Linked DNA regions of Zea mays: all the other regions are linked to region 3. Evidence: chromatin contacts called from public Hi-C data. All regions are on one chromosome and are shown on one strand. Each heading gives the region's core, a stretch centred on a gene start, on an enhancer-like site or on the middle of the called end of the contact. The rest is flanking DNA. Distances are from core to core; before and after follow the strand shown.

Evidence for each region. A called contact is a pair of places that touch in the nucleus more often than the background predicts.
Region 1: a contact with region 3 is called in a Hi-C map of ear, with 2.1 times the contacts expected there. The contact joins the promoter of LOC100280001 here to the promoter of LOC103634612 in region 3. A contact is called at or near these places in 3 of 25 Hi-C or Micro-C datasets (ear, leaf and tassel).
Region 2: a contact with region 3 is called in a Hi-C map of ear, with 3 times the contacts expected there. The contact joins the promoter of LOC103634611 here to the promoter of LOC103634612 in region 3. A contact is called at or near these places in 7 of 25 Hi-C or Micro-C datasets (bundle sheath, ear, endosperm and 3 more).

Annotation. Positions count from the first base shown.
Region 1 is chr1:54,558,644-54,561,904 of Zm-B73-REFERENCE-NAM-5.0, reverse strand. LOC100280001 reads left to right here and starts at 1,352. Exons shown (of 9, transcript NM_001361013.1): 1 at 1,352-1,711; 2 at 1,929-1,957; 3 at 2,078-2,137. The coding sequence starts at 1,594.
Region 2 is chr1:54,622,724-54,625,868 of Zm-B73-REFERENCE-NAM-5.0, reverse strand. It overlaps LOC103634611 (2,3-bisphosphoglycerate-independent phosphoglycerate mutase), which reads right to left and starts at 1,693. Exons shown (of 9, transcript XM_008657076.4): 1 at 1,323-1,693; 2 at 1,136-1,263; 3 at 807-957; 4 at 468-671; 5 at 1-379. The coding sequence starts at 1,496.
Region 3 is chr1:54,813,768-54,817,313 of Zm-B73-REFERENCE-NAM-5.0, reverse strand. It overlaps LOC103634612 (Yos1-like protein), which reads right to left and starts at 1,690. Exons shown (of 2, transcript NM_001329111.1): 1 at 1,381-1,690; 2 at 341-717. The coding sequence starts at 715. The coding sequence ends at 479.

The DNA of each region.
Region 1 (3,261 bases), core at 103-2,602, 260 kb after region 3:
ATAAAATCAAATAAAGAATCCGATGTAAATAAGCTTTTGATGCACATAGGTTTAGGGATGAAAACGGACGGAAAAACCCCTCTCCCGTTTCCATATCCGCATTTTATCATCGGAAATGGGATCAGATCCGAATAGTCGGCAATGGAAACGGGAGCGGGATAAACGGAATTGCGAAAACGAACGGAAATGGAAATACTATCGAAAACTCATAATTTAATACAAATAAAAATGTTATTGATGTTTGACTAGTGATTGATTGGCAGAACAATAACATAAAACAAATAGATATAGAGAGGCAACATTCTATTGTTGTTTGGTTGCTAAATGTGTATATTTAGCTACATCCGATGTTGTTTAAGACTTTAGATCACTTGTCATTTGAAAAGAGCCGGTGGTTACAATGGCCAATGTGCTATAATTTGTCACCTAAATACACGAGGATTTAGTTACTAATACATATTAGGCTCGTCCCATATTTGTCAAATACGGAACAAATACAGGTTAAATCTGGAAAAAAAGGGGATCCCGCAAAAACGGACAGAATAAGCCCTCTCCCGTTGCTGTCTCGTTTCCATATTTTTCCTTAAATACGGAAACGGTTGTGTCAAATGTAGAAAACGGTACGGGTCGAGACGGGATTTTTCCGTCCGTTTTCAACCCTACATAGGTTGTACAAACTAACAAAGTTTTTTTAAAAAATAAAAACGTACATATTCTTTCCACTCTACTCTAATTATATACAAAATTTCAAGTTCAATTTATATTACATAAAATTTAATAAAAAGGTAAAATTTCTAACAAGTTTAAATTAAATTAGAAAATCGGCTAAAATGTTCTTTTTTACTACAGCTAAAATATAACAATTTGAAATTTGAAATTTTATATATAATTGGAGTACGGTGGAAAGGTGGAAAGAATATGTATGGTTTTTTTAAAAAAATTGTGAACTTTGTTAATTATATACCATCTATATGCACTATAGTCTTATATGACCCAAATATGTTCTCATGCTATAAACGCTTATCACACTTTATTAGAGGAGCTACCGCAGGATATCCGTGTTGACCCCACTATCGATGATCTTAAATTTTAATTTGAGTCTGCAGCGGTAAGTGAATAACCAGCAAAGAGCAAATCCAAATGCGTGAAAATGGGTGAAAGCTGAACCAAATAAAAAAAAACAGTAGTAAGTGATAAATTTGCTAAAGCGAAAAGAAAAGAGACGCATTCCGGAAAAACGTTTTATTATTCCTTCATTCACAAGCCCGCACACACACACTCGTCCCTTGCCTTCCCCTCCGTCTCCAATCTCCCCTCCACCGTTCGACGCTCTCCCCTTGCTTCTCGCGCACACTAACCAATTCGAGCACCCGACGCCGCGGCCCCGATCGAATCCACCGGAGCCGCCCGCCTGGGGCCCGCCCGCGCCATTGCTCGAATCGGGAGGCATTCGTCCGCCCGCGCTGCTGCCCCGCGCCGTGGCGGTGGCGTTGGCGGTATGTACGACCGCTAGAAGGAGAGGAGGAGGCGGCATTAGTGGTGGGGATTAGGCGGCGGCACTGCTGGTGCCGGGAGGAGGAGGAGGCGTAGCCCATGAAGGCGACGGCGCCGCCGGCGAAGCGGCGGAGGGGCCCGCGGCTGGCGGTGCTGGCGCTCGTGTTCTGTTCGCTGCTCGTGCCGATCGCCTTCCTCTTCAACCGCTTCCCCGCCGGTGAGTCCTCTGTTGTGTCCCCGTCATGACCCCCTGATTTGGGGGGAATGCAGGCTTCGGCGCAGATCGGATCAGTGCCGTGCCACACGGATCTGTTCCTCGGAGCTTTGTTCCCTGTGTAGCGTGTCGTTTTAGCAATTTTGTTGTTGCGCTCTTGTTTATTGGGATTTTTCGTCGGTTCGATTTCTGATTAGCTCGACCGTCTTTTGTTGTGCAGTATATGTGACAGATGAGCGCCCTCAGCAGGTACCTGCATTTTTTTCTCTTAAAATACTGTATGCAAATTTTCGTTTATTTTTATGACGTTTCAAAGAAAATATGCATGGATGTGTTACTTTGTGTTTGCCTTGTTTGTGTTTAATGCAGGAGATTGACTTGCCTTCGTTCGATCGTGTGGTATTTGAAAATGGTGGCTCTGTAAATGAAGTAAGGCGCGACAGTGCTTGTGTTAGTGTTGTCAGTGATTAGCTTTTTAAACCATGCATCTGTCAGTAGCTTGGTGGTTGTAGACATGATCATGTGCCGTAGGATTGTATTTGTTCTTCCGCTTGTATCTGTTTTTAGCTGTTGTTCTTATTTGCTCCCTTTTGCCAACACTAGTCATAAACTCATAATTAGAGAGGCCTACTAGCAGTCTAGCACCAGCAGATTGTCCTTCAGTCCAAAAAACGATGTTCTAGGATTGTTCTTAGTCAAACTATCCTAACCTTGACTAAATTTTCAGAGAAAGGACTTCAAATTTTAGCTTTGAACTGCATTGAGTGCGGGGTCACTTGTGCAACTATTGTAGGGCAACATTCTGTTCTTCATATTACTTAGCACCTCTACAGCTCAGAAAATTCTGACAACACAGCTTAGAAACTAATTGCATTGAGTGCGGGGTCACTTGTGCAATTATTGTTCCATTTTTTCTCCACTTCTTAACATAGTGCCATCGTATTGGTTGTCAGCAGTGTTGAGCCATTGCGTATACCATTTAAAAAAATGTGGTTCAGGGTTATGTATTTACATCCAATTGGTTGTTGTTTAATTGTGCATAACTCTCAAATAAGTGGTGGGAAAAAGAAAACCAGAAAGTTCTCTGTAGCTTATTGGTTTTTGGTTTTTACTGGAGGTGAGCACATTTTAGTTGAAAAACATGGAATTCAACGAGCTTCAAGAAATCATTGGGAATTCATCAATTATTATGTTTGTTGGCTATTAGAGCCAAGTTGTACAATTGAATGTTCACAAAAAACAAATTTGTTCACTAAATCCAACCGCTAGAAACCATCCCACAGAAATATACATTTGATATATCCGCTTCACTAGTCACGTATCCTAGATTTAAAAAAAACTCGGCCGGTAGGGGAAAGACCACCCTCACAGTTGGAGCCCCTAGAAAGATCACGAAAGCTCTCTCTCCCCCCTCCCCGTGCAGCATAAGGGTCTGCCCCCTATAGGTCAGATCTGTACCCATGCTTGAGTCCTCCTAGCCCCTACACGAGGATCCACCCCTATAGGTTAGTCCATTTCGTGCGCACACAACCAGAGAAATCAACGAGTGACCT
Region 2 (3,145 bases), core at 444-2,943, 190 kb after region 3:
TCTGGATCTCCGGGGGAGCAACGAGGTAGTGGCGCGGGAGCTTGAGCTCGCCGTCGTACTGGAGCATGCCGGCGTACCGCGTCCTGGGGAACCTGACGCGGTCGAACCTGTCGAAGCCCTCGTACTCCAGCGCCTTGGCGAGCATCACCATCCGGTCGGCCCTGAAGTTGAACGTCACCACGGCGTCTCCGTCCCGCACCGGGCCGACCGGCTCCCCGCTCCCGTCGACTACGACGAAGGGGGGCAGGTACTGGTCGCTGGCCTTCTTGGGGTCCTCCTCCCTCAGCTTCCTCAGGGCCTCGAGCGCGCTCCTGAACCTGTGCGGGGCTTCGCCCAGGACGTGCGCGTCCCAGCCTCGCTTCACGACCTGCCAGTCGTTCTGCAGGAAGACGACGACAGGTAGGTGCTCCGAGTCCGAACCAGAACGTACGGCTGACGAACAGTAGCAGTGTTAGTAGTCAGCGTACCTCGTAACGGTCCATCGTCACATACATCCTGCCACCGCCAGACGCTATTCTCGCATCGACGCCCTTCTCCCGAAGCCTAGCGAGGTCCTCCTCAAGCATCTCCACGAACCTGACGCTGCTGCCGTCCGCCACGTCCCGCCCATCCGTGAGGACGTGCACACGTATCCTCTTCGCCCCGCGCTCGCTAGCACCTTGGAGCAGCAGCTGCACGTCGTACGAGCCAAGACAGAGAAGAAGAAGAAACACGCGACACACAGTACCGGCCGGTCAGCTGCCTCGACCGACCGTCAGAAATCTGTTGCGAGTACGAGCGATGGCATGCAGCGTTCAACGACCGACCTGCAGCTGGTCGAACCTGGAGTGCACGCCTCCGTCGCTGAGCAGGCCGATGAGGTGCAGAGTGCCGTCCTGGAAGGACTGCTGGATGTACTTGAAACCTTCGCCCTCGTATATCTTCCCGGAACCCAGCGCCAGATCGACCAGTTTCGCGCTGCATGTTGTGACCGGCTGACCATTGGCAATTCATTCACTAATAATACGAGTGATTCTTTTTTGCCATGCTTTTTAATTCTGCTTCGGTTTGGCTTTCAGATGGCGTATATGATACGTGTCTAACAAGGGAGCAGAGTGGTAGCTAGCTAGTCGAAGTCGAGGTATAATCTAGTTACCCCTGCGCGTATATCTGTCCCGCTCCGAGCGCATTGTGGCCGACCTCGCTGTTCCCCATGTCGTCGTCCGTCGGCAGCCCCACCGCCGTCCCGTGCGCCTTGATGAGCCTCCATCTCTCCGGAGCTGCCTGCCGCACGTGAGCGCAGAGTTCAGCGAACGCCAGGCCGTGTACGTAACGTAACGTACCTTCTTGAGGGCGTCGAGCGTGGGCGTGTCGGCGACGTGGATGCAGTTGAAGGGGTCGGGCGCCGCCTCGCCCCAGCCGTCCAGCACCACCACGGCCACCGTCCTGCCCTTGGGCAGCCGCGGGTGCGCCGCCAGCTCCCACGGCTTCTCCTCCGCTGCCGGCCTCGTCGCCATGCGATGCGATGCGATCGACTACTGTCTGTCTTCCAGAATCAGAATTGGTGGGTAGAGCTGTGCTGGGTTCTGGCAGCTACTTGCTCGTCGTCGTCGGGTCGGGTTTTGTTGGTGGCCGGCTTCTTTGCTCTGGAAGGCTCTCGGCGCGAATCGAGGTGTTAACCCATGATATGTACACTGTACAGGTGTAACGAACGAGCGTTCTCTCATTTTCTTTTTTCGTGAGACTGCTATCCGTTCTCCTGTAGTACTCGGCGGCTGCGTTGCCCACCTAGCAGTAGCACTTAGTGTTGGAAATATGGGCCGGGCTTTTTGGGTCAGCATGAGCACGGCCTGAAAATAAAAGCCCAAAGCACGGTCTGGTACGAAATAATTTGGACCGAGCTAGCACGGTCCGAAGGTAGGCTTGGGCCGAGCCTCAATTTCTGGCCCATCGGGCTCACGGCACGGCTCGCATAGATGCGTCCGCCTTGGGCCGGCACGGCCTAATTAAGCCCAATCTATTTAATTTAGTAAGATATCAACTTTATATTGTTGTTATATTTAGAGTTTATGTGGTCAAATGATGCTAGAATTGTTTAATATCTTTAATTTAGTAAGCTATGAATTTTATATGGTTTTAATGTTTTGATTTTATGTGGTAAAGTACACGGGCCGGGCTTGGGCCGGCACGATGTAAAGAAGGCACAACGTGGTTTAGAACCGGGTTGTGCCACTGTTTTTACATTTCGGGCTGACACGGCACGACTCAAAAATCTTTTGAGTTTTGTTAGCCTGAAGCCATTTGGCACGAAGCACGATGAGCTTGGACCGGGCTGGTCCGACTCGGTCCAATTCCCAGCACTAGCCCTAGTAGCACTAGCACCTACGAGGCTACGATCCGTGATTTCAAACTCTGTTTCCACGATGTGACGTGGGGTCGCTTGGTCGTCGTGGGCTCGCGGTCTTGCGCTTCAAGGCATTGGCCGAACAAAGTCCAGCCGTTTCGAGGAGCAGCCCAACGGGCTGCGCACAGGGCCCCGAAGAAAGGAAACGGCGGCAGATCGGCCCCTGAAGCCCCGGATCACACGATGTGGCGACTGGCGACGCTGGTACGTGGAGCCCGTCGAGCAACCCGCTGCTGTATTCTTTTTTTTACTAGACTCCAAATAACTGCCGGATGCGAGTAATAACTCCTATAAAATATGATTTACTATGTCGAGATCACATACACAACATGAAAAACATGATGTCACAAAACAACAACAACAACGATAACGCTCAAACCTGTGTGTTGGTTCTCTTGTCTGAAGATATGTGTGGTCGAGATTTCGCTTGGCACGCACGAGAGAGCCAAAACGGCTTACACTTGTCCGGAGGATCCTCTCGTTACAACACTAATAATAACGACGATGATGACAATAATAACCAAACATGGCCTTAAATCTACTCCACGCATGTCAGCACCGGCACACGTGGAGCAATGCATTTGTGTGCGCTCGCTGGCGCGCAACCAAGATTTTTCAGTGCGCGTCCATGCAGCTGGATCGGCTTTCCACCGGTAGGCGTAGCGTAGCTCCCACGATACAAATACATCGAGTGGTCCGAACTTTTTGTATTTTGTCTTTTTATTGGAAAAAATTCACGTTTAGATCTTAAAAAATTTTAAT
Region 3 (3,546 bases), core at 441-2,940:
ACAAAAGGATCTGCAACGAGTAGGTATATGGTACAATGTATATACAAGGATGAACAGCCAAAAAGTTTGGTTTGCATCACCACTCAACCTGAGCTAGGAGACAAATGCCTCTAGCTGTAAGCAATATTCAATCGTCAAAAACCACTGAACACTACAATGGTGAAGCAGCAACCATAAAATATACTAGTAATAAGCAACAAATGTGTTAGCAATTCAGAAGTAAAACCAAGAAAAGATGTCCTCACAAACTACATAAGAAATATTTCGAATAAATTGATAACACCATTGCACAATGCTTTGATAGTATAAATGTTTAGAGCCATTTTCTGACCAGAATTAATTTACCAGAAGAAATAACAGAAATTCACATTAGAGTAAAAAATGAACATATTTCCAGCAGCTTTGAGTATTACTAACTTTTACATCATGCTGGAACAGATATCAATCCAACACAACAGTGAAAACTAGATAATGAGCCTCAGCCAGACACCAGTTTCACAACAATGATCAGAACATTGAGTGCTATTAAGGGCATCCTCAGAAATTGTGTAGCATAGATTAGCCCCACGATCTGGCCCTTCAACGACTTCGTTTGCCCATTTCCTGATACTTCAGACATGCTCCATCCCCTTGGAGCGAGAAAGCGGTCTTCATTCAATATAGCCAACGCATTTGCAAGAAGCAAAAAACCCTCCAGCAACGTCCACAAGCCCATTCCTGCAGATCACAGCTCAGTTAATGTTCCTTCTTACACATTATTACCTCCGCAAGCCACCAAGACATAACAATATAGCAAAAGGAAACAGTGCCCTGAAATATACAGGTGACTAGGCAGGAAGATATACTGATACAGAGAGTGTGGCTTCCACACGGCACATGTTCCATGCTTGACATTGTAATTGAGGTGATATCCATAAACCATGCTTGACATTGTAATTGAGGTGATATCCATAAAATTTCAAAGTAAAATACATGGTTCACACTGAGAAATAACTGATCAATTATTCAGTGCTCAGTTCAAGAGCATGTCAGTGGCGGAACTTAATTAAGATCATAGTGGCCATGGCCCCTCCTAAGCTAGAAAACAGTTTCACCACTTTAAGTGATAATAATGGAACGCTAACATACCCCTTCTCCTTACATTCCATATCATATTGGCCCCTCCTACTTTCATGCCCAAGCTCCACTACTAGGAAGACTCAGTAAATGACATGAGTGTACACATGTACACCCGATAAGTTTTGTAAGAAAAAATCGAAGTTAGTGGTATGTATAATATATGTATAAACTTCGTAATTAGATCAGATCCGAATACAAAAGGCTTAGGGCTTGGGTGCTCAGTTTCGCGCGGCAGAGAGGGAAAAGAAGGGGTGGGCGCACCTGGTGGTGGTGTTCGTCGCCGGCGGAGAGGCGAAAGAAAATCTGGCAAAGGGCCCAATGGAGACCAGGGCAACAGGAGGCAGCGGTCGCCCAGTCGTCGCCGAGAGAGAGATCGACGAAGGAAGGAGGGGCGACGGCACGGCCCTACGTACAGCCTGTAAAGGTTTCTTCACGGTGGGGTTGGTTCTACGCGTCACGGCATCAGGTTCGCTAATGTCCGACTCGGGCCAGTTCCCTGCCCAATGCAATCAGGATGGTATAAGCGAGCCCACCTCCACCGATCAAGTGGAAACCAAAACAATCCATTGTTGGCAGGACTGGTCCGTGCGACACATTAAGGGCCCTCCGGTCACTAGCAATATGGGCTTGCAAATGGTATTCTGGTATGAAAAAGGTCTGTTTTGCCTCCCTAGACTATCATAAAAACCACTTCTTTTCCACCAAATATAAGGGTGTTTGAATGCACTAGGGGCTAATTGTTAGTGGCTAAAATTAGCTACATACGTCTAAACACCCTAATTAATATTTCAGCTATTAGCCATTTTTAGTAAAAATATCTACTAGTTAGCTAGTTATTTGTTAGCTAGCTCTACTAACAAATTTTTAGTCAATTAACTATTAGCTCTAGTGCATTCAAACACCTCTAAAACCATAAATAACTTCTCCTTTCTCTCTTAAAATCAGACACTTGACCCCTACCTAATTCCCTTCGTATTTTTATGTTCATTTTAACTAAATCTTTAAAAATCATAGTAATAAAAATCATAAAATAGAAAATATAATTATGTTAGACTTCATATGAATAGATCTACGCAATAATTTAGTATATAGTTTTTATTGTAACTTTATATCTATGTTTTTATGTCATTGATTTATCGCTGCAGTTTCTCTAGTCTTTAGTCTAATTGTGATGATTTTTTTTATGATGGGCTAATCATTGCATATTTGAGTTATAGTAAAAAATATGCTTATTAGATCATATATGATTGAGTTATAGATTTATCTAGGTTTATTTCCATTAAACAGTTTAAAGTAAATAAATATATAACTATGTCATACATGATTCAATGAGCATTATTTTTTTGTTGGACTCGATATGAGTGGTCCAATTGTAAACATATGATATGATATAATTTAGTACAAAGTTTTAATTGTATCTTTAGAGCTATGATTTTTATGTAATTAATTCGTATTTGCAAATTTTATGGTCAAACTTTGGTAAAAATTTATGGGAGGTTAATCATTCCAAGCTTGAGATATAGAAAAACCATCATTAAGAAATAGTCACAAAGCTAGTGTCGGTAGAGTTCACCAAAGAGATCATCTAGAGTGGATCGCAACCCTATGCTAGTGAGTGACAGATGTGTATCGACTATATGGACCAAACTAGGCATTGTGTGAAGGATTCCTTCGGTCTACCTCACATCAACCAAATTGTACACAATATTGTGGTTGTGCTCTACTCTCCTTTGTTGATTGCTACTTAGGCTACCAGCATATCACCCTCAAAAAAGAAGATCAATAAAAGACTTTGTTTATTACACCTTTTGGTGCATATTGTCACACTACAATATTCTTTAGGACACATGTGCTATTCAAGATTGCTTGAGTACTCAAATTAGGTACAATGCGTAAGTTTACATGGATGATGTGGTTATCGAAACCCTAATTCCTTAGTCCCTAATTGAAACTTGAGTGTGACCTTTGCAAATTTGTGAAGACTTCGATGGAAGCTTAACTTGACCAAGTGCACCATTAGTGTAGAATTAGAGACCTTACTCGACTTTATCATCAACCATCATGGTACCAAAGCCAATCTGAAGTAGGTGGCATGCGCGGTCGAATTCGCTCTATTGTCTGCTACTGACACAACCGAGGTTTTGCCATTTTGAGTTTTTGGGACCCACTTGCCCTTATGTCCCTTACCATCTTAGGGACCTAGCATGGGGCGTCGAGTCACACAATTGGTTCATGAACCTTAGGCCCTTTCTTATCGACCCTTTCATAGCCCATCCGTCGAGAGTGCTTTTGGGATTGTGGCAGAACCTCCAAAGTTATTGGGCCTGAAAGTCGCCTAGAGGGGGGGGGGTGGATAGGCGAAACCTGAAAATAAAAACTTTATCCCCCAACTAGATCCCTTAATTAGTGGTTAGAACAAGATATACA